Linked DNA regions of Mus musculus: region 2 is linked to region 1. A link is a contact called in public Hi-C data. All regions are on one chromosome and are shown on one strand. The core of a region is the stretch at or near the end of the contact, and the rest is flanking DNA. Distances in the headings are between cores, read along the strand shown. Region 1 holds the start of Crbn (cereblon). Region 2 overlaps Gm34873 (a long non-coding RNA gene).

Region 1 (4,955 bases), core at 1,145-3,644:
GTGAATTTAAAGGGAGCAGAGATAAAAGAAAATCGGGAAAGACATACAAATGGGGGCTCTGATGATACTGGAGCATGGCTACAAGTGAGAAACAGGAGAGAGAGAGAGACAGGGGGTGGGGGGAGAACTTTTTTAAGTTCTTCCCAATGATTCCTTCTTTCCCAGACAATTCTTTTTTTTTAATTAATTAATTAATTTGTTTTTTTCACTCCATATTTTATCCCCCGCCGATCCATCTGCAGGAGGTATGAGATGTGGCACAGACAATTCTTGACTGACTGACTCGGGGTTCAGATAATTGAAAGGCACTTTTGAGACACCACCAGCAAAGTAAGAGCTTCCTTATTTAGAGACTACCTACTCTGGGCTAGGGAGGATGCTCGGTTGCTGAAGTGTTTGTTGTGCAAGCATGAGGACCCGAGTTCAATCTCAAGAATCTATATTAAAATGTACTTTTTAATCCAGTCGTGTGGTAAGCTTCACTTGTAATATCCTCCAACACAACAGAGGCAGAGACACTGGATCCCTGGGGACCACTGGGGAGTCACCCTGGCCTAATTGCTTACTCTTAGGCCAATGAAAGACATTGCCACAATAAACCAGGTGTATTACTCCCAAGTAATAAAACTCTAGGTTGATATTTTGGCCACCATACTCACTGACACACTTGCTCCCCTGTGAACCAAAAAGTGTCATCTTACACATGCACAGATAGATATATAAAATAGAAACCAGATGCTTGCTGAGATAGAAAATTCTGCAGCTAAACAATTTATTGAAATTCTGTGAACTGTATTTAAATTGATCCAGCGACAACAAAAATATGTGTGTGTGTGTACAGCTATGCACATTCATTCATCACTTGGTTGAACTTCTTGTTCTCTCTTTAACAGTCACCATCTATGTTCCATGCTCTCTGGTGGTCTAGACCTGAATTGTCCTCTTACTAGCGAGAAAAACACCTTAACTCATTACAATGGCTCATGCAGCTGTTTTTAACTCGATCATAAAAGGCATCAATATTGTATATGCTATTAAAGGGAATACATCTGGGACATTTGCGTTCTGGTTTTAACATTGGGTAAACTGAGTCCTGGGGATATAAAAGTGACTTGGCCAAGGCCAGAGTGACTCAGGGACAGAAGGCTGAGTGATATGGAATTGATAGTGTTAGGCTGAACCCCTGCTCTTCCCCTGTACAAGCTGGGAAACCCAGTCTACTCTCCTTCCCTGATCCCCAACCGCGGAGTGAAAACTCCACCTCTGTCTTGGAGAAAACTCCGGGCTAACATGTCAGCATTTCCTGGAACCCACCCAAGAGTGGCTGCCAGGGGATCAGTTTTTAACCAGGTATGGGCAACAACCCCATCTCCTAACCAACAAGTAATCACTCCTCACCAAAACTCTATAAAGTCACGTTGCTTAAACCTGGGTGTTTGACTTCACTGACCTCCACCTGTGAGACCAGCGAACTCCCCTTAGAGCTGCCTCCTGATAACTATGCCTTTACCTACTTTTAATCTGGTCTAATCTGGCCTATGTGTTGGTCACCATAGGAAACGCCTATCGGATCCAGTTACCATTCCAACGTGTTTTTGGGTTGTGAATTTTTTTTTAATGCAGCATTTTTTTCTTGGGGTAAAAATGTCTTCAAACCTCAGATTCATTAGTTTACTTTTTTTTCCTTCCTCTTATTCTCTGCCTACTACCACTACTTCCTTCTTTAGATATCGTTTGTCATTCCATTATTTTCTTTTCTTCAGTGAAAACGTGTTAGAAATATATTGTATACACTCTTAAAATTGGAAAAAAAAAATCCATCCACAACTCCAGTGCTAGACAATTCTCTTTCTTTTAGCATGTTGTAATTGTTTTTTACCATACATTGATCCATTTTTCTCTTAGTGAAGCCATTATGACTAGGCTAGTTTATATACTGACAGTTTTATTTTCCAGGTGATTATCAGCCTTTTTTGTCCTTGCAAATCTTTGCTTCATACTGATACATGTTAATTTGGGGCTATATCCGAGGGCTACTGAAATCGTTTTAAAAATCTGCTATATTCCAACGGCCCCTGGAACAGTCCATACTTCCAGACAAAAGAGGATGCTGTATAAGGACGTGTTTGCTCCAAGTGGACACTAAAAACACAGACTTGGGTTTCCCACCTGTCAAAACGTCTTTGTGGCTGAGAAGGGAGCTGTGTAACTTGTGTGGGGTCAGTGGGTCATGGATAACTTTGGGTTTCTTGTCCTCCTTAAAGATGGTCCTCTTCATTTGGCTCCGCTGTGCCGCTCTCGGCTCGCCTCGTTGGAGCCGCCAGGGGGCGCTGTGGCCCGGGAGCGTGGCGGCGGCGTATCGCAGACCCTCCCCCTGCGTGCCGGCACCGCCCTTTCCCAGGCTCCTTTGCGGGTAAACAGACATGGCCGGCGAGGGAGATCAGCAGGACGCTGCGCACAACATGGGAAACCACCTGCCGCTTCTGCCTGGTAACCTCCGGGACGGGCGCCTGGCCGTGGGTGGAGACCGAGGACCGGGGCCGATCCCGCAGGGAGGACGGGGACAGCTACTCGGGCGCAGCGGCCGGTGGGAAGCCTCCCGTGTGAGCCTCGCCCTCCGCAGCTCTGCGCTTTCCTCCCGGCCTGTCTCCTGGGCTGTCGGGGATGTTGGGGCCACGGACTTTGGTTTCCCAGAGCAGGGACCCCCATTCCTTTCCATCTTTCTCCCAAGCCGGCCTCCCTGAAAATTTTGTGGGAGTAGGCGAAGTTGAGAACCGGGTGACATTAGCAGCCGTTACTTTTCCTGCTCATCTGCTTTCTCATAAGACTGACAGCTAACATGCAGTAGGCATTTGCACGTCGTGGGCCCCGCAGTGAATGCTTTGCGTGCATTTCTGCTTTTATTATTACACCTGTCATCTGTCCAGAGCCTTGCTTATGGAGGAGAAACTTATCGACGGGTTGTTAAATGTATACCATCCAGTGACGTGGAAGGTCACACAGTTGCAGATAGGGCTGCGCGGTGTACTGATCTGCCACCACAGCTGGTATCTCTTAGCTATCTCTCTGTGGAGGTAGTTATTTAGCGGTTTTTCTCAGGTCTGCAAATAATATGCCTACTTTTAGGGTACTCAGGAGAACGGTATTACCGATTTCTCCTGCTTACTTTATGCCTTTATGGTTTATGACAACTTATGTTGCAGTATTGAATGCTGAAAGTGGATGAACTAGTGGTACGGACTGTTCTTAGAATGCTGTAGAAACACAGACTATTGCCAGAGCCTTTTGGTTGTAGTTAAAAGCCATGCAGTCTGTTAACCTTGTTTGTAGGAAAAACATCAGTCGGCTACTTTTAGGAGGGTCACAGTTAGGATAAGGCTATTGAGAATAATTACAATCACAGGTGCAGTTCATTTAGAGCCATATAAGCAACTGCTGCTGGGTGTACTGGGTTTGTGTTTTTTGCTGGATTGGATACCAGGCACTCCCAAATCCTCTGAGCTATGTCTCCAACTCCTGCTGTGATTTTCATGGGTAGGGATTATTGTGGGATTTGAAAATCTTGTGATGGAGATTCACTTAGGGTTCATTTGTGGACTAGGTTAGTCCTACATTGTTGAAACCGTGCATCCTTAGTCATTTCAGTTAGGAACTTTTTTGTGTGGGGTGTGAAGAAATAATTTCAGGTTTCAGTTTGTTGCCTCAGAAGGTGTGCTTCAGGTGTGAATGTGTTCCTTGGTGGTAGTGTAGACAGAAGAAGAAATGCTGGGTGCAGGGCCAGTGCATAGAAAGCACCTTTTCTGTAAGCCACTGGTTATTGAGCTGTACTCGCGGCAGTTCCTAAAGGTGATCATCTTTCAACAGAAGAGATTTCAGGGACAGCAGCTCCACTGTGAATGGAGCAGACGTTTAGGGAAAGTGGTGGAGTAGGAGAAGGGTGCTCCCCCGCTATTGGCATTCATCAGGTGCTTCTGTGTGAGCCACCGGGAGCTCTGAAAACTCTGTAGTTTCTCAATTTGAAATATTAGAAGGAAGAGGCTCACAGATGTTGTAGATATAGAATAGTGGGTTTCCAAATTATAATAGTTTTATTTCTGGAGACACTTTGGCTTGTCCCCTGAATTCATGTAGTGTAACTTGCTTTGAAAAGTGATCATCCTTAACAGCTAAGGGAATTGCTTAACATTTTAGGTGTGAAGAATCCATATTGGACAAATTAAGTGCTCAAATAAAAACATAACCAAGTTGGAGAAGTTAATTATAGCCTGTTCATAAGCAAATTCTTTTAAAGAATAAACATAGGAAATTTCAGGTGTATTAGCCCTGGAGCTAATAGCAGGTACTTTAAACTTGCTGTAGTAAAGAAGAGAATGGGTCTCTCCAAATGTCAAGTAAAATCTACATTCTCGGAGTTGTAGATGAAAAAATTAAATTCAGAATGTTTTTCTTATTTTAGCTTCGTCTTTATCGCTTGATAAACTTCCCTATTGTCAATAAAATCATGTTTAGAAATGTTAAATAGAAACTATCTGCATACCACTTGAATTATGTTCTTCTCTTTGACAGAGCCTTTTATCTAGGAATTTATAATAAAAATAAAGTAAAATCTTCATGTTTTTTCATAAGAACATCCTTTTAGGTAGTTTGGTGTAAATAATAATTTTCAAAAATGGAAAAGCTGACCAATTTGTAATGAAACCTTATGCATTTTAAAACTTTTTGGATGTATTTAAAAACATTTGAAGAGAAATGAGACTTAGTTTAGGCCATTGTTTCCCAACCTTGAGACTGTCACCCTTTCAGCCTGGAAAACCCCTGGCTATGTTGCAGCACAGTGTGTGTAAGAGCCTAGACAACTCCTAGTCTGCATTACCGGGGTTTTTATAGTTGTGACAGTCAAAGATATCTTCAGACAGTTCTAAACATTACAAGGAACAAAGTCATCGAGTTGGAAA
Region 2 (4,955 bases), core at 1,791-4,290, 180 kb before region 1:
ATGAAATTGTTTTTTCTGTCTTTATGCTCTTGGCATCCAGTCTAACAAGCCTGAGTACTACTAAGAAACACAAAGAGAAGCACGGACTCTGGAGCCTTTTAAGCTCATTGCCACCCAATTATCTAGGAGAAGGGATATGGAGGAAAGGGTCTTCTGATAGTCTTGTTCTTAGTCTGCTCCTAAGATGAAAGAGTCATTCACAATGGCCTGGAACACTATTAAATGTTAAACATGACTATACACTAGTGTGCTCTTAAATGAGTCATATACAAGTTTCAATTGGTCCACCAACAGTCAGGTGACCAATAATGAGAGATTGGTAGGTAAGATCGCATACAGTGGTGGTGTCAGCCACATGAATGATGAGAGATGAAGGACCTGAATTAATAAGTAGGGGAGATTTCCCAGCTCTAAAGTAAAGTCAAATGTCTTACATAAGTTTTATTTAGTTGCAAAACTATATAATACGGTTTCAAATCATCCATTTTGCTCAGTGAGAAGTGACAGTCATCTTGTATCTTTTGTTTTGTTTTGTTTGTTTTCAAGACAGGGTTTCTCTGTAACAGAGCCATGGCTGTCCTGGAACTTACTTTATAAACCAGGATCTCTCAGAAAGATCCACTTGCCTCTGCATCCAGAGTGCCTGGGTTAAAGGCATGCACCACCACTTGCCATCATGTTTAATTTATAAGGTTAGGGAAGATGTTCATATCCTTGCTGAAGGGAATGTGGATTTACTTCCTGAATAACATTTAAATGCAACCTCGTCATTCAGCCATCCATTCATTCCTTTCAGACTGGCTCATTGGTTTCTGTATCATTCAGTCATGTATCTATTCATTCCAAGAATGATTCAATGGTTTCTGTACCAGTTATGCATTTTTTCTTATTATTTAATACCAAAGTAGTCTGATGTTTTCTATTATGCACTATCCAATGGTACTAAGTGAACATGAAGTAGTCGCTGTTTATGAGGAATCTAGTCTAACAACAGGAGCTGATATGAAATAGGATATATTTATGGAGATCCATATTTCTGATAATCAACTTTCATACATATTTATGTTAGTCTCTGTGGCAAAATACCTGGGAAGATAAGCTTACTCCTAAACAACCTCTCCTTTTGCAGTGTGTTAAAAATAAGATGTGGCATAGAAATATTTGTGCCTTGCATGGAATCTACAGAGAATTTCCTCTCATAATCCTTTGTCACTTCATGTGGTAGCCATGGATATTTTGTTTCCCTTTAGTATTATGGTAAAATACATGTAAATTAGACTGACTTAATAGTTTTTAAAATGTGTGTTCTAGTGGCATTAAATACATTCCTACTGTTCTGCAACCATTACCACCATCCATCCCCAGAAATCTCCACATTGTGAAACTGAAGCTAACTCCCTGCTTCCCCCTACTCCAGCACCTGGTAAACACCATTCTATTCTTCGCCTTTGTGACTTTGACCAAGTACCTCATAGATGAGGGAGTGTATTTTCATGACTGCATTGTGCTCATGTTTCATCTATGTTGTAGAATATGTCACAATTTCCTTCCTCTATGGTGCTAGGAATAATCCATACAGTTTGATACCACACTTTGCTTATCAGTTCAGTTGGTCTGTGGTCAAAGTTGCTTCTATGGTTAATGTCATTTCCTTTTTAGCTGACTTTTAACTACACACCCCCATTCATCTGCCAATAGATACTTTCTAAACAGTCACTATGTGAAAGTCTATAATACAAATAAACTATCAACTGTTCTTGTTTGTTTGTTTGTTTGTTCAAGGCATGGTTTCTCTGAGTAGCCCTAGCTGTCCTGGCACTCACTCTGTAGACCAGGCAGGCTCAACTGATTTTAAAGTTAGTGACTTTTTTTTTTTTACCGGGCATGGTGGCGCACGCCTTTAATCCCAGCACTTGGGAGGCAGAGGCAGGCGGATTTCTGAGTTCGAGGCCAGCCTGGTCTACAGAGTGAGTTCCAGGACAGCCAGGGCTACACAGAGAAACCCTGTCTCGAAAAATCAAAAAAAAAAAAAAAACAACCAAAAACAAAAACAAAAAACAAACAAACAAACAAATAAAGTTAGTGACTTTTTAACATTGTGTTATACTATTCTATAGCAAGTCAAAACTCCCAAGTTGTGCATTGTCTGAGCTGGTTTTATTTTGCATTTTATTTGAGTTGTTCAGAAACACTACAATGTTTGTGGAATTGAATTAGATAACACTACTTATCAAGCAATTTCTCAGCATGAAAGTCAAATTCTGCTTCCCTTGGCGTGCTTTTATAAAACGGCCGAGGCAATGCAAATATAATTTTAAAAACATACACATGTATAGTGCATTTCACATTTGCGTGACTCACTTATGTTTTTCCTTCCTTTTTATGGAAAGAGGAGGTGGAAAGAATGTGTTTAATAAGCAAGTTTTCTCCCACTGAAATAATTCCATTACCCAACAAATAAAATTTACGGCAAAATTATACATGAGAAATTGTCAGGCAAGTGTTCACAATGGAAGCTTCACTGTGGGCATCTATCAGGAAGAAACGCTAGCTGCAAGCCCAATTTGCTTATACAATAACCACAAAAGCAGCATGCATTTCTAATAAGCAATGTCACAGGGCTGCCACAAGTCGTATTTTGGTTCATGAATGCAAATGCAGCCTATGTTTTCAAATGCAACAGCTACTCCAAGACAGAAAGAACACTGTTTTAAACAATGTACTGCATGAGAAGAGATTTTATTTTTGAGAGGAGAATATGAGTCTTGAAATAAGCAACCGTGAAAAGATAGTAAATCACTGTGGTGACTCCAGGGAATTTTATTTACTATGCAATTTTTCTTCTTTCTTGAAAATTCATATTTAAGGTATCTTTTGCTGAGACACTATTTCATACTCAAAAATCCATACTCATTCCTTTCTGAAGTGAATGAGCGTTTTCTAATGATATTTCTTTGAAAATGACTTTGAGTCAGAAGGACGTTACTCACACTTTTCTGCTTAGTCACAAGTCCTGGGCTAGTTAATTCCAGCCACAGAATCTAGGCTATGGAAATGAACTATGGCTTTATTTCTGAGTGACATCATCTTCCTGGTTTCCTCATATAGTTATAAATCCATTGTCTTTTCCCTACAAAGTCTTTAGGATGCTCTGATGGAAATGCGATATTACTCAGCTCTTCTCTCTTTGGATTTTCATCATAGTTTCAAATCAAGACACTGGCAAGACAGGTCAGTTGTATCAACTTGGTCTTTGCTTTTTCTTCCTTTCAAAGGATCAGTGGAATAAATCTCCTTGGCTAGCACTCACATTAAAAGCATTCCCAATATAGCAGCTAGAGTGAAAGGCAGATCTTAAATAATGAGTCACACTATTGATATCAATATGCATTCAAGTGAGAAAATTATTGTTTGTATAATGCTGTAGCAGTCATCAGTATATATGTCTGGCTTATTTAATGGAAATTTAAGGTCCCCAAGGTAGGGCTGAAGAGAAGGAATTATGATAGGGTACCCTCATGGTTTATCAAAGACTGTGGTCATCCTTACTTCTGTTGGTTTCTGGAGGTATTAGTCAATACCTCATTGCTTGAGAGGATGAGCCCTAAGGATCGGTAATGAGAGACAATTAATTGGAATTTTAAAAACTGGCATGTAGCACAATTTTCTGAGCATAGTGTGATGTCAGTGAACATATGCACAATATATAAAAGGCAAAGTGTAACATACAACTGTAGTGCTCTTAGTTCCTTAGTTCTGTCTCTATTTACTTAATTTTAAACAATAAAAATAAAAAGTCTTAGGAATCACAAATGAGGGCTGTTTCTTTCTGGGCAGGTGTAATTTCCACTGAAGCCCTGAAGGATGTGTTTTCTTCACCTTGGCAACTGTCATCCACTGCCTTTTCCCAAAACACTCAACAATTTCTCCAGTGCTTTCTCCACCTCTGATCCTTTTATTAAATCCTCCATCAACATGCAAAGCTTTACATATCTATGGCTTAAGGAGATTTTATTAAATGGAGCAACAAATGCCCACCCTGTACAATAGAAGAGTGGGGTTTCTATGGTTACTTCCAATGCCAGTCTCCTGCTTATGTAAATTGTCCTCTTGGCAAATGTGAAAAATAAACTGGCCCTAAGGACCAGCATCACCCAAAGACTTCATTCAGAGCCAAATTTGCAGCTCAATAAAACCTTCACTCCTTTCTCCTCTTCTCCAGTTATCTCTGTCACTTTGTTTATATTTAAACATTCTCTTCTTGCTCTCTTAGTCTCCCTTGTGAACTGGCAGAATGGGTGTGACTAAATAGTGACTACTGGAAGTCTGTTTTTATTTGATAGATTGTCACCAGAGTTTACTGACAGTTACTCTTTGTTGAGAAGTTGTAATAGGTAGGTGCTATGTATAGAATCAGCACCCAGGGAGCTGAGCATGTAAATAATGAAGAATAATATGGTCATCTAATAGGTGAATTAAGAGTATTAATTTCATTATTCGGGTGTCAGAGTCCTACACTTCAACTTGTTCACTCATATGAAATAAATTGCTTCAATGTGTTTTTTTAAGAAGTGTAGAAGTTAACCTGGGATTAGTGAGAGGAACTCTGTAAAAAAAAAAACATATGGAAAATTTGAAAGAAGACTTTATGAGGAAACTAGGCAAGCTAGATAAATAAGTAGGCTGACAAACTGACAATGAATCAACCAGGAATACTTAGAGTTCCTACAACTTAGTACCAAAGTAGGAAAAGTAAATTTAAACCAAGCACATTAAAGGGAGATGGTCAAGTGCACAACTTATATGGCAAGGTGCTAATCTCATTAGTCATTGGGGAAATAAAAAATAAGATCACGGCTGTATATATGCCAGTATGCTTTAAAGAAGAAGAAGGAGAAGAAGGAAGAGAAGCAGGAGGATGTTCTGTGACCCAGCAAACCTCTTTGTAAGTATAT

Evidence for each region. Hi-C and Micro-C count contacts between places; a contact is called where the count stands out from the background.
Region 2: a contact with region 1 is called in a Hi-C map of the Ba/F3 cell line, with 2.3 times the contacts expected there. The contact joins the enhancer-like site here to the promoter of Crbn in region 1. A contact is called at or near these places in 4 of 484 Hi-C or Micro-C datasets (the Ba/F3 cell line, embryonic stem cells, myeloid progenitors and 1 more) and 2 of 115 datasets of contacts at active chromatin or transcription factors (acute myeloid leukemia and bone marrow-derived macrophages).

The regions. Positions count from the first base shown.
Region 1 is chr6:106,797,526-106,802,480 of GRCm38.p6, reverse strand. Crbn (cereblon) reads left to right here and starts at 2,394. Exons shown (of 11, transcript NM_175357.3): 1 at 2,394-2,490. The coding sequence starts at 2,424.
Region 2 is chr6:106,978,021-106,982,975 of GRCm38.p6, reverse strand. The region is part of intron 1 of Gm34873 (a long non-coding RNA gene); the gene reads right to left. Among named protein-coding and RNA genes, the nearest start is that of Gm34873, 8.2 kb to the right of the region's middle. Within about 2 kb of position 3,040, at least 6 of the 459 cell types and tissues checked have an H3K27ac peak or open chromatin away from gene starts, as enhancers often do. A contact at or near this core is called in the Ba/F3 cell line and pancreatic cancer cells, where this site is marked.